Regions from separate parts of the Capra hircus genome. Here region 1 is linked to region 2. The links are chromatin contacts, called in public Hi-C maps. All regions are on one chromosome and are shown on one strand. Each heading gives the region's core, a stretch centred on a gene start, on an enhancer-like site or on the middle of the called end of the contact. The rest is flanking DNA. Distances are from core to core; before and after follow the strand shown.

Region 1 (6,002 bases), core at 2,977-5,476, 960 kb after region 2:
GGAATATTGTCAGAGGCTGTTACAGGAGGACTTGTTTTTATGTCTATGCTTTCTACTGTTTGCAGTAACTGCTGAGAGATACTAAAGTGACAGCCCCCACAGTGGGGCCCAGCAGAGCATCTCTAGGCCAGACCTCCTCAGGCCTGCACAGGCACAGGGGCCCATCACACAGAGAGGTGGCCCCTGGATGAACCCAGGGAGGATGGGACCTCGCGGGAGGGTCAATGGTGGAGCTGGGGACTGGTCCCTGGATTGATCTGGACCCTGGATTTCTATTACCCAATTGCTCAGCCCCTTGGTTTTTCCATTAGTCAAACTGGAATGTGTGTGCACCTCTCTGGGACAGTTGTAAAAAGCAGTGACATGTAGAACACTGCCTTTGGGGGATACGTCCTCCTGACCACAAGCCTCTTGAGCAGATCACCAAATGGGGAATAGAGTGGAGAGGAGGGCTGTTCAGCCTGGAGGTTTTTTTGTTTGTTTGCTTTTGTCCCATGAAGCTTCCCAGTGCAGAACTGGAGCCACTGGTGGAAATTATAGAAAGTCAGATATCTGCTCCCCTTAGAAAAAAAGAAGAAACCAACAAAACCTTCCAGGAACAAAAAGTAATCCAAAAGGCTATCCTGTAGGGCAGTACTGAGTCACCCAGTACTATGAAGATTTCAGTGAGGCTGGTGATCAAAGGCAGCTTGAGAGAGGGATTCAGTGTTAAATTGAAGATGAGACAAGACAGGTAACCTATAACATTCCTCCCAGCTCTAAGAACCTGTGTTTCTGCCATTTGGCCTTTCTGCTTTTGGAATTGATAGATGATAATATCTAATTCCTCCCAATACTATGTGATCTAGGTCCAGCCAGAGCCACGGTTGCCAGAAGGCTCCTCCTCCCACTCACCCCGATGGTGGAAATCCATCTTGTTTATGACTGTCTATATCCTGCTTACAGAAAAAGCTCTCTAGTCCTGCCTTCCCAGAATAAAAGTCTGAACTCAAAGTCCTAGCCCTCCCTGTGGGAAGAAAGGATCAAATCTTGACCCTTGAGATGCTCCCATTCAAGATCTGAATTTAGGAATGAGTAGCCTGGGGTGAAAAGAAGGGGGTGAGCAGACGAGGAAGGAGTTTCCGCCTAGGGCCTAAATATTTAAGAAAGTATTTGAGAAAAAAGTGTTTGGAGTGATGGCAGAGACATCTGGCTTGCAGTGGTGGGAGCTGTTTCCCAGACACGGAAAGGTCAACCCTGGGACTGGAAGTTTCATTAGTGTGAGTAGAGGTGGTGTGTGCAAGCAAGCAGGCATCTGGAATTAGTGGCTTTGAGCGCAGAGGCCACCACAGCCTGTTCATGGAGTCTGAGGCTGGGGTTTGGGAATGCTCCTGGAATGCTCCTGTAAGAGCCTCTGCTGTTACCCTACCTGCCTGTGACTCTGCACGTTCTAACATCACCTAAGAGAATGGCTAGATGCTCACCAGACCCATTTTCTCTTCATCCTTGGGCATCCATGGAGCTGGGCTGCTGGACCTCCTTTCCCAGCCTTCCTGGCTTTGCTGCATGGTCACATGACTGTGTTGTGACTAATGGGGACAGAGAGATGGGCTTCCATGCCTGGTCCCCAATTCCCCTCCACTTCTCCCAGTACAATCCTCCATGCTCTTACCTCCCAGGAAGGGTAGAGGATGCAGTGGAAGACACAAAGTCCCTGGAAAGTGGTGGAGCCAGGAGGAGAAAAGGAGCCTGAGCCCTTGAGTCCCCCCTGACTGTGCTGTGAAATGAACCTCTTATTGTGTTAAGCCACTTTGATTTGGGTGTTGAGATAGGGTTAGCTCATCCCTACTAATACACTTAATAAATCCAATTTCTGCTTAACTAGTCAAGGAAGATTTTACTTTTTATGTCCAAGAGCTGAGTCTCACTTCCCAACCTGATCTGCCCTCAAGAGGTCTGATGTGAGAGGCGGTCACATGTGCAGGTAAGCTCTGGTTCCCTCAGAACAGGATGCATTCCCCCCCTTCCTCCTGACCAGCCCCCGCCCCCTCCTCACCAGCCTCCCCCCTCCCGCCCACCCCTCAATCCCCACCCTTCTTCAGACTCAGGCCACAGACCTCTTCCTGAGAAAGCTGGCTTCACCTCCTCCGTGGTCTTGGTGGAGTCTGTGACTTCACTCCTAACTCACTGACTGATGCTGAGAGAAGGCAGGCATGTTCTCCCTGGCACCCCTGGACTCTGTATAAGGAATCCTGCCCTCCCCTTTATTATAAGGCAAAGCTAGCTGTGGGACAGGTGCCCTTAGAGCCATCTCTGAGGAAATTACCCTGCACCTGGTTAAAATCTGGCTCGGAATTAGGTAAGTACATTGTTGTTCAGTTGCTCAGTCATGTCTGACTCTCTGCAACCCCTTGGACTGCAGCAAGCCAGGTTTCCCTGTCCTTTACCATCTCCAGGAGTCTGCTCCAACTCATGTCCATTGAGTCAGTGATGCCATCCAACCATCTCTTCCTCTGTCGTCCCCTTCTCCTCCTCCTTTCAATCTTTCCTAGCATCAGGATCTTTTCCAATGAGTTAGCTCTTGGCATCAGGTGGCCAAAGTATTGGTGCTTCAGCACCAGTCCTTCCAATGAATATTCAGGGTTGATTTCCTTTAGGATTGACTGGTTTGATCTCCTTGCTATCCAAGGGACTCTCAAGAGTCTTCTCCAACACCACAGTTCAAAAGCATCAGTTACTCAGTGCTCAGCCGCTTTTATTGCCCAGTTCTCATATCCATACACGACTACTGAAAAACCATAACTTTGACTATATGGATCTTTGTAGGCAAAGTAATGATTCTGTTTGTTAATAAGTTGTCTAGGTTTGTCATTGCTTTTCTTCCAAGGAGCAAGCCGTTTTTAAATTTCATGACTGCAGTCACCATCCACAGTGATTTTGCAGCCCAAGAAAAGAAAGTCTGTCACTGTTTCCATTGTTTCTCCATCACTTTGCCATGAAGTGGTGGGATCCAACGCCATGAGCTTCATTTTTTGAATGTTGAGCTTTAAGCCAGCTTTTTCACTCTCACTTTCATCAAGAGGCTCTTTAGTTCTTCTTCACTTTCTGCCATAAGGGTGATGTCACCTGCATATCTGAGGTTATTGATATTTCTCCTGGCAATCTTGATTCCAGCTTGTGCTTCCTGCAGCCCAGCATTTCCATGATGTACTCTGCATATAAGTTAAATAAGTAGGTCACATGTGACAGAAGGAGACAGAGAAGTACATGCCCTTTGGCATGTCTGGTCTCTCCCACCCCTTAGGTAGTCCCTACCTCCATGGGCCCTTGGCAGCCATGTTTGTATCATGTGACTAACTCCTCACAGTTGATTGGGCCAGGACCAGGCATGGTGATCGAAGGTGGGCCAATCCGAGACTTGTGCCTGAAAGCAGGATATGCAGTCTCACCTGGTCTGCCCTGAGCTCACCTGTCGAGTGGGACCCTCTTCTGTGCCAGGTAGACTGAGAAACAAGTAGAGAGGAAGCCAGTCCACGAACAAAAAGCAGCAGAAATAGAGAAGAAAAGGTGAGAGAAGGAGAAACTAGAAACTTTCTGAGTCTGGCACATCCTAGATTGTGGGTCCAGGAACAAACCCTGCATCCATCATATATTCTCTAGTTTGCTTAAACTAGTTCAACGTAGTCTGTAAAATCTAAACTTGAGTCTTATCTGATACCGAAGAAAGTAGAAAATATCACCCCGCAGATTGCCACCTCGTGGAAACCAAGGTACCTCCTGGCTTGTCATGAACTGGGAAACCTAAAAATATTCAGAGCTAGGGAAAATATGGCAGCTGGCTAGATCTCTAGGGATTTATCATCAGTGAAAAGTGCCTAACTGATTTTCCAGCCCAGCAGCATCACGTCAGAGCAGAGCAAAGGCAAGGAACCCAGAGAGGTGGGAGGGACTTACCCACGCTCGCTCCCACAGGCAGCCAGCCTCGGGGCTAGAAGCCTTGTGGCTGGAACCTGAAACTCCCTTTAGAATGAGCATCCCTTTCATACTTGGGGCCCGGGGCGCAGGGCCAGGCGGGAGCCATCGGGATAAATCAGCACGTGTTGCTAGGCTGGCGACAAATGATGCGGCTAATTCTCGGGACCCTTAGGTCCCCGCGCCGCGGAGACGCGCGCTCCCCGAGCACACGTGCGCACTCGGCCGGCGCGGGAGCAGCTGCAGAGCGGGTGGGGGGAGAGATCATCCAGGCCCGCGCCCTCCCCACCCAGCCCTCCCCACCGCACCCCAGCGCGGCGGGGAGGGCCCAGCCAGCCGGGCCTTTCAGAGTTAATTAGCCTTCATGCATATGGATGGCACCGCCGATTGAACGCGGTGGAGGGGTCGTGACCTGACCCGGGTGAGGCGAGCAGAAAGAAAGGGCTGCTTTCCCCAGCTCGGTCCCTAATTGAAAGCCCAGTTGCCGGGCGCAGCGCCGGGGTGTGATCGCCGCCGCCCCATTTCTCCCGCAGAAGAAACATTTGCGGGGGTGGGAGCGGGGGGAGTCACTGTCGCCGGCGCCCGGCCCCCATTAGCAGCCATCCCCCTGATCTGTCGCCGTAATGATATCTGCGCTGGGAATTGACTCCGCAGCTTTCCTTTTCCGTGATGGTTTTCATTTCCTGTCATTTAAAGCTGGAAGCCTTTATGGAATATCACATGGTTTTCGTTTACACAGGAAATCAGCTGCAGTTGAGAGAAGATGCCGACTTACTTTTTTGTTTGTTTGTTTTTCAATCCTCCCTCCCTTAAAAAAAGGGGGGGGGGGAGAATGGGGGGAAAGCGCCAGCTTGCAGTATTTTGTTTTGAAACAGTTTTCCTTTTTGATCCCAAGTCCCTGTTCTCCGAAGTGGTCTGTGGTTATACAGAAAAGCAGCAGTTTCTTTCTGACACGTGGTAATCACTTTACGTGAAGAAAGCCCAGCGCCGAGGGATGCTCTGGCTTTTTCCAGACCAAGGTGGGGGCGGGGGCGCCTCGGGACCCGCTGCGATCCGCTCTGGGAGCCGTGGACTCGGCGCCTATCCTGGAAAGATGGCACGTACTGCCCAGGGAACGTCCCGGGACCCCCCTGCCAGAACCCGAAAAGAGCGGTGTCCCGCCCCACCGGCCCCGCCCTCGGGGACCACTATTCGAAGTCTTTGACCCGGCCCCAGCCCCTCACCCCAGGAATTGGAGAATCGCTGGGCTTTATAATGAGGATTGAGGATGGCATGGAAGAATTCGCGCTTCATTCTTTAAAGGCCGCCCTCCACTTACTACTGAGTTAGGAACTCCAGACTGGAAGCACCCCCGACCTCCAAGACCGCACTCCGCGGTTACCCTCTCTTCACCCGCGTTCCCCATCCTCCCCGCCCGGAGGGCAACTAGACGGCCCTGGGCAACAGCGCCACCTGGTGCCCAGCGTCCGTCCCCAAGCGATTTGTTTTCCGGGATGCTGAATAACCCACCTTTAGAGAGCAAGGGTGGACAGAGTGGATTCCGGGCTACGGAGCAGCCGGCACTGGGAATTGACGGGGTCCCCAACTCCTTTCCTCTTTCCTGAAGGAGCTTAAAGTGCAGGGGACAGGAGTTTCTCCTTTCCTGTCATTTCCTGAAACACTCCTCAATAACAGACCCATTCCTTTGATTTCAGGCTGAGCCCTCAATTGAACGGGAACTGCCTTTGAGGAGATGCGACTTAAGCAGCTACTTTATTTTATTCTTTATTCTTTTACTATGTATTATTTATACACCCTTGGCTGTGCTGGGTCTTCGTTGCCGTGCTGGCTTTTCTTTAGTTGCGGCAAGCTGGGGGCTACTCTCTAGCTGCGGTGCTCAGGCTTTTCATTGCAGTGGCTTCTCCTTGAGGACAGGATCTAGAGTGCACAGGCTTAGTAACTGCGGTGCTTGCGCTCCGTAGCTGTGGCTCCTGGGCTCCAGAGCCCAGGCTCAGTAGTTGCGGTGCACGAGGCTCAGTTTCCCTGCTGCATGTGGGGTCTTCCCAGCGTGT
Region 2 (5,732 bases), core at 259-2,758:
TTTGTGGACCAGGGGTGGCTGTAAGTGTATTCAGCTGGATTGAGCTTTTTTCAGATTAGCCTTATGTGACTGTGGCACTTAAATGAATTCTTTCATTTCCTTCATTGCTTCCCTTCTCCTGCAGGGAAAAAAAAAAAAACCAAAATGCAAAAAAGCACTTTCATGATACTCATAAACAGAGCACATCGAGAACAAGGTAACTGTTTAATGCACCACCACAATATGAGTCCAGAAAAGTTTGGTTTCTTAATTTTTCTCATCAACCCGCTCTTCCTTTCGTTTTACTTCCTCTCCCAATGTTTTCAGAAGAACAGCCTTTGGTAAAGATTTTAACCGGGAGCCAGATCTTCTAGGTAGTTTTTTGTTTTGTTTTGTTTGCTTGCTTGTTTTTGCTTTTAATATTTTAAAAAATTTGTTTGGCTCTGCAGGGGTCTTAGTTGCTGCATGTGGGAACTTTTAATTGAGGCATGTGGAATCTTAGTTCCCTAGCCAGGGATCGAATCCATGCTCCATGCAGTGGAAGTATGGATCTCAGCCTCTGGACCGCCAGGGAATTCCCTAGGTAGTTCTAATTGTTGTGGCTCACAGGGCAAGTATTAGTGAAACCTGCAAGTTGTGAACCCTGTGATGTTGATGAAACCTGTGCTGACATCAGAAGGAGATGTGGCGCTGTGGGAACTATCAACAAGGCCTATGCGTAAGTAGAAGTCAGAACAGCTGTCAGGTCAGGGTCATGACTAGTAGAGACTCAGCCTGGTGTTCAGGGCCTCCTGCTGGACATTCTGAGAGGTTGTTTATATATTTGGTTAAGAGAAATGGGTATCTTAACACTTAAGTAAAACTGGTCGATGGATCAAGCAGGACAGACCTACTGGGACCTCACAGTCACAGTTTTAGGTTATGGAGGCCCAGAAGGATGAGCCTAAGGGAAGAAACATTTTAATTAGTTACGTTATTTCTGTTTAAACTTTGTGATGCATTTAGGTAAAGCATATTCTGGCATGTTCACATATTGTTTGATGAAGCAGCAGCTTGTCTACCTGTTGTGGGCATCTGTTTTCAAGGTAAGTTCATCTTTATTTATGGGACATATTGAAACTTCTCTTTTATGTGTTACGTGCATTCTGGTGACTGCACGCGGCCTGTCTCAGCAGTTGCTGTTTGCCTTGGACTGTCAGATGAATGGCTGCTCACACAGGCTGTACTGGGGCTTCCTGAGGCCCTTGTGTCCACAGCATCCAGATTTCCTGGAGCAGGTAGACTTGAATCAAGGGCCTCTGTGGAAGCCAGCACAACTGTGTGGTCCCCCCCTTTATAGATGGCGGGGTCCCAGTATTTTTTGTTCTATGTTTCCCTCAATTCAACACTCATGTTGGAAACCGGATCAGATGTGTCATTCCTGACACCTGGCTGCACCTTTCGACGCCCTCTGATTATGGCTCTGCCTCCTGACCTGTTACATCAGCCAAATTGATTCTGAGCATGGCCAGTACCAACAGCTGAACCTTCTTACCCGTCTAACCACTCTTGGAAGCAGCTGGAGCATATTCAGTTGGCGTCAGTGTTCCACAAAGCCAGCGTCAGACGATACGAAATCATTTTTTCAGATAACAGGCAGCTCTGAAACATCTCCCACTGCATAGGAGGTTGGGAAGACACTTTAAACAGTCTCTAAGATCCCATTTATTCATTCAACAAATTCATTGACTTTGTTTAATAAATATGAATGTGTTTTGTTAACACAGAGCTTTAACCTTTGGGGATATGATGGTGAACGAAACAGAGTCCCTGCTTTTGTGTTTATGTTTTTGAGATTGGTATTATGACAACTGGTGTATATTTAGTTCTGACGTAAAACCCTTACTGAGTAGGTGAACTGAAATGGTTAGTCTCAGTAGTTTTATTATAAATTATGAATATGCCTTCCAGTCAGCTGCTAGTGTTGTGGTCAGGCCAGCTTGCTGAGATTGAGCTGAGATTTATTGCTATGGGATTGGGTAGATTGAGTTGAGAATGACATATATAATTTGAGTACTTGTTGAGTTGAAGTTAGGCAAGTTTGTCAGATAAATACAGGAAATATTGATGGCTTTGATGAAGCATCGTTTCAGTGGATGAGGCCTGGTTTTAAACAGCAGATGGATCATCATGGGGAAGCAATAAAATGTGGAGTGGAACATTAGCTAAAGTTTCAGAAAAATCGTGGATTGAACAACGTTGTTAGCAGTCACATGAGTAATCCGTGTCATACCTCCTGTGTGAAGAAGACACATGGAAAGGATTCTGGGAAGATGCTGGTTACAGCATAGTTTTTCAGTTCTCACAATAAAACAGCATAATGACGACAGCAAAACTAGGTAACATACCCTCACAACCCCCAAAAGACAAGCGACTGTGGATAAAGCTCCACCAGCTCCAGGATCTGTAAGGATACGGTGTCTGTGAGAGGAGCAGGAAAGAGACCATAGGGTAGCATCTGACAGACCCGAGGACAGGAGGACTGCAGTATAACCACCAGGACTGGAGGGGCTGAGTCACTCTCTGCTAGGAATTCTCAAAACTAACTTGTTAGAGGTCCCTTTCAGGGCAAGGCCTCTCACTGAAGAAGGGTTGCTGGGAGTGGAATCAAAATTGGGCAGGATAGGGACAGTGGATCAACAAGATTGTCTACATCAGGGTGCACAGGGGAGATGGAGCCAAGAAGTCCCAGAAATCAAACTGCCGTGGTTTTTTTTTTTTTCCTTTAGTGAATAACTTTATTATCTAGGGTCAAAGGTGAGGTACAGGCTCAGCACTCTTCAGGACATGGGTTGGTGGAGGGGGTCTGCAGCTTTTTCCTCTCTGACTCAGCCTCTGTGAGTTTGACGGTGGAGGAGGGAGACAGGACCATCCTGAGCTCAGCGGCTGCTGGTGTTGAACTGCAGGTAACATTGAGCTATACGTTGATTGGTGTAGATTACTGAATTCAGATAATTCTGCTGAGCTTTTTGCTCCTCAGCCAGCTGCTGGTTGAAGGAGCCTGCTGCTGCTGCTAAGTCTCTTCAGTCCGACTCTGTGCGACCCTATAGACGGCAGCCCACCAGGCTAGCCCCCTCCAAAATTCAGCATGCAGCTCCTTCCCCTGCTCTTCCATAATGTTTAACACAATTCAGAAACAACACCAGAATGAATCTGATAAGGTAATGAACCTTTCTTGAATCCTTAGTCCAAAAGTTCAGGAAGATTACTTTTACCTTAAAATGAGCAAAATAATAGCATCAAAGCCAACTCTCATATGAAATTATGAGGAGAAAAAGAATTAGTATAGTAGCATCCCTATGGAAACGGAAGCATTCCAGAAACACATGCCCATAAAGAAAACTAATCTTTTATTTCAAAATGAACTCAAGGTTTTTAAGGAATAGTATTAGACATGAAAGAACAACATCAAATCAGAATTACAGGAACTAAGATGACAGAACTCAGGACAGAATTAAAATGTTTTGGAATTGTAAATAGAAACAACAGCAGATGAATAAAACATAATGCTTTAAAAGATGTGAAAAAAATTTTAAAAGTGACAATGGAGATAAGGTCAAATACAGAATCAATAGGAGTTCATACGAAAACCAAGGGCAAGTAAAAGACAATATTTCAGGAGTACTTTTCTTAAGTTAAAAAAAATTAGAACACACCAAATAACATTAATATAGCTAACATAAAACTAATATCAGTATAATAATATAACCATCAAGACATTTAATGGAATTACTGGACTGTAAGGAAAAGCAAATCTTTGGGGCATCTGTTTGAAATGACATGTGACTTGTAAAGGAAATTGTTAGATTATCAGAATTTTCAACTAACACATTATACCAGATGCAAATAGAAGCAATGTGTTTAAGATTCTCAAGAAAAGAGTTAGTCAAGGGATTTTTCTATCCAACTTTGAAGTAGAAAAGGCAGACATTGTCATCTGCATTTAAGAATTCAAGACTCTTCTCATGATCCCATCTTTAGGATCAATTACAGAAGTTTAGATTAGTTTCAGGCTACCAAAATGTCTCAGAAACATCAGCATAAGGACTAGTTGTGTATTAAACATTTAACTGCTCATAGAAATAAGACTCAGCAAGGACCAACAGGAGGGTATATAGTCCTTAATGACTACATACACCCTGCAAGTGAAAATTTAATGCCACTGTTAGAGAGAATGAGAAGAAAGTATGCCAAAGTTGTTAATGTTTTCAGTTATCGTGTTGGTGAAATAATCAGCTTTTTTCGTAACATCTGATCTCTTGTCCTCAGTTCCTAAAAATTCTTCACAGCCATAAACACGGGATGGTGTTTCTTCCCCTCCTTTTGTCTTGTCTCTAGTAGTTTTCAATATTTCACTTCTCTTACTATAGCTATTAGCTGTATATTCTTTTACTATTCTTTCATGATTACCAGAATCTGTTACAGATGAAGGGCTAATCTCCCTAATATTTAAAGATCTGTTAGAAGGTAAGAAGGAAAAGACCAATAATCCAGGAGAAAAATGAATAAAGGAGTAAAGACGAGCAACGATGAAGTGATGTGTTTCATGGATGCTGAACCAGCAAGTGGAAGGTGAACGAGAAACGACACGTTCCTCCCTTTTGTTTCATTCGTCCCCACACTGCAGGTGCTGTGTTTTCAAATACACTGAAGCCCTTGCTACAGCTTTATTATTATTATTATTCCTCCCTCCCTTCTCATATCAGCCCTCAGCATATCTGTGGTAAACAGAGCTAGGATGGACCTTATTAAGCCTTAGAAACTGCCTTTTCCCTCTTTTGGCATTGCTCTTGAAATTATTATCTTTCTGCTTCTAAGAAGACATTATCTTGAAACTTTTCTTGGATCCTCAGCTACTTTGTTTGGTAGCTGGTCATAAGGGCCACAAATGGTAAAATTAGGAACATTGAAATTACATTTGAAGAGCAAGGAATCTAAACTTGTTTTCAAAGTTGTATTCCATCTCATTGTGTTTTCAGAACAGAGCATTGGGAAGAATAATTTCTCCTTACGACAGGGATGTTTGTGTGTGAAGCTCATCTCAAACAATTCAACAACTTTTGAAAACTCAATTTCTGAAAAGTCTGATAGGCAGGGGGAACCTGCCATCATTTCTGGAGGAGTTTATACCTGGGCTTAGGGCACCAGCGTAAGTGTGACATTTATTTATGTCACATATTGATGTAAGGTTTTTAACAACTTTGTCCTCTGTTGCTTTGGGATGTGATAACCTGCACAGAACTGTCAACTCGTTTAAAAATGACGACATTCTGCATGACATTCAAAAGGGAAAGAGAGAAGCAGCTCTCATTTAGTGGGTATGGAAGTTATTTGTGTGGAGAATGTCCTGCTTCCCTTCATTTCACCTAAACAGAGTGATAAATCTGCATGGTTTTCCAGCTGTCACCACGGTCATCAATAAAAGGCACACGGACTCCTTCTCCAAGTAGCTGAGTCTGCCTGAAATTGTCATAGTACTATTTTATTAGCCAAACTGCTTAAAGTTTTTCTCTTAGAGAATGATTATATTTTACTGAGAATAATTGTGCTGCCAGGTAATGGAAAATAAACATTAAACACTGATACTATCGGCCTCTTGACTTGTCTAATTTTCCTGGTTCATAATGCATTGTGGCTAGACTGATGAAATCAAACAGTTAATGGTAAATTACCTGTCAGCTTGATTTGTCTACTCTGTTCATTATCTTTGGTGA

Evidence for each region. A called contact is a pair of places that touch in the nucleus more often than the background predicts.
Region 1: a contact with region 2 is called in a Hi-C map of blood, with 4 times the contacts expected there. The contact joins two enhancer-like sites. A contact is called at or near these places in 2 of 5 Hi-C or Micro-C datasets (both in blood).

What each region holds. Positions count from the first base shown.
Region 1 is chr13:33,845,790-33,851,791 of ARS1.2, forward strand. No RefSeq gene overlaps it. Among named protein-coding and RNA genes, the nearest start is that of ZNF438, 250 kb to the left of the region's middle. Within about 2 kb of position 4,227, at least 4 of the 5 cell types and tissues checked have an H3K27ac peak or open chromatin away from gene starts, as enhancers often do.
Region 2 is chr13:32,886,028-32,891,759 of ARS1.2, forward strand. No RefSeq gene overlaps it. Among named protein-coding and RNA genes, the nearest start is that of ARHGAP12, 120 kb to the left of the region's middle. Within about 2 kb of position 1,509, at least 1 of the 5 cell types and tissues checked has an H3K27ac peak or open chromatin away from gene starts, as enhancers often do.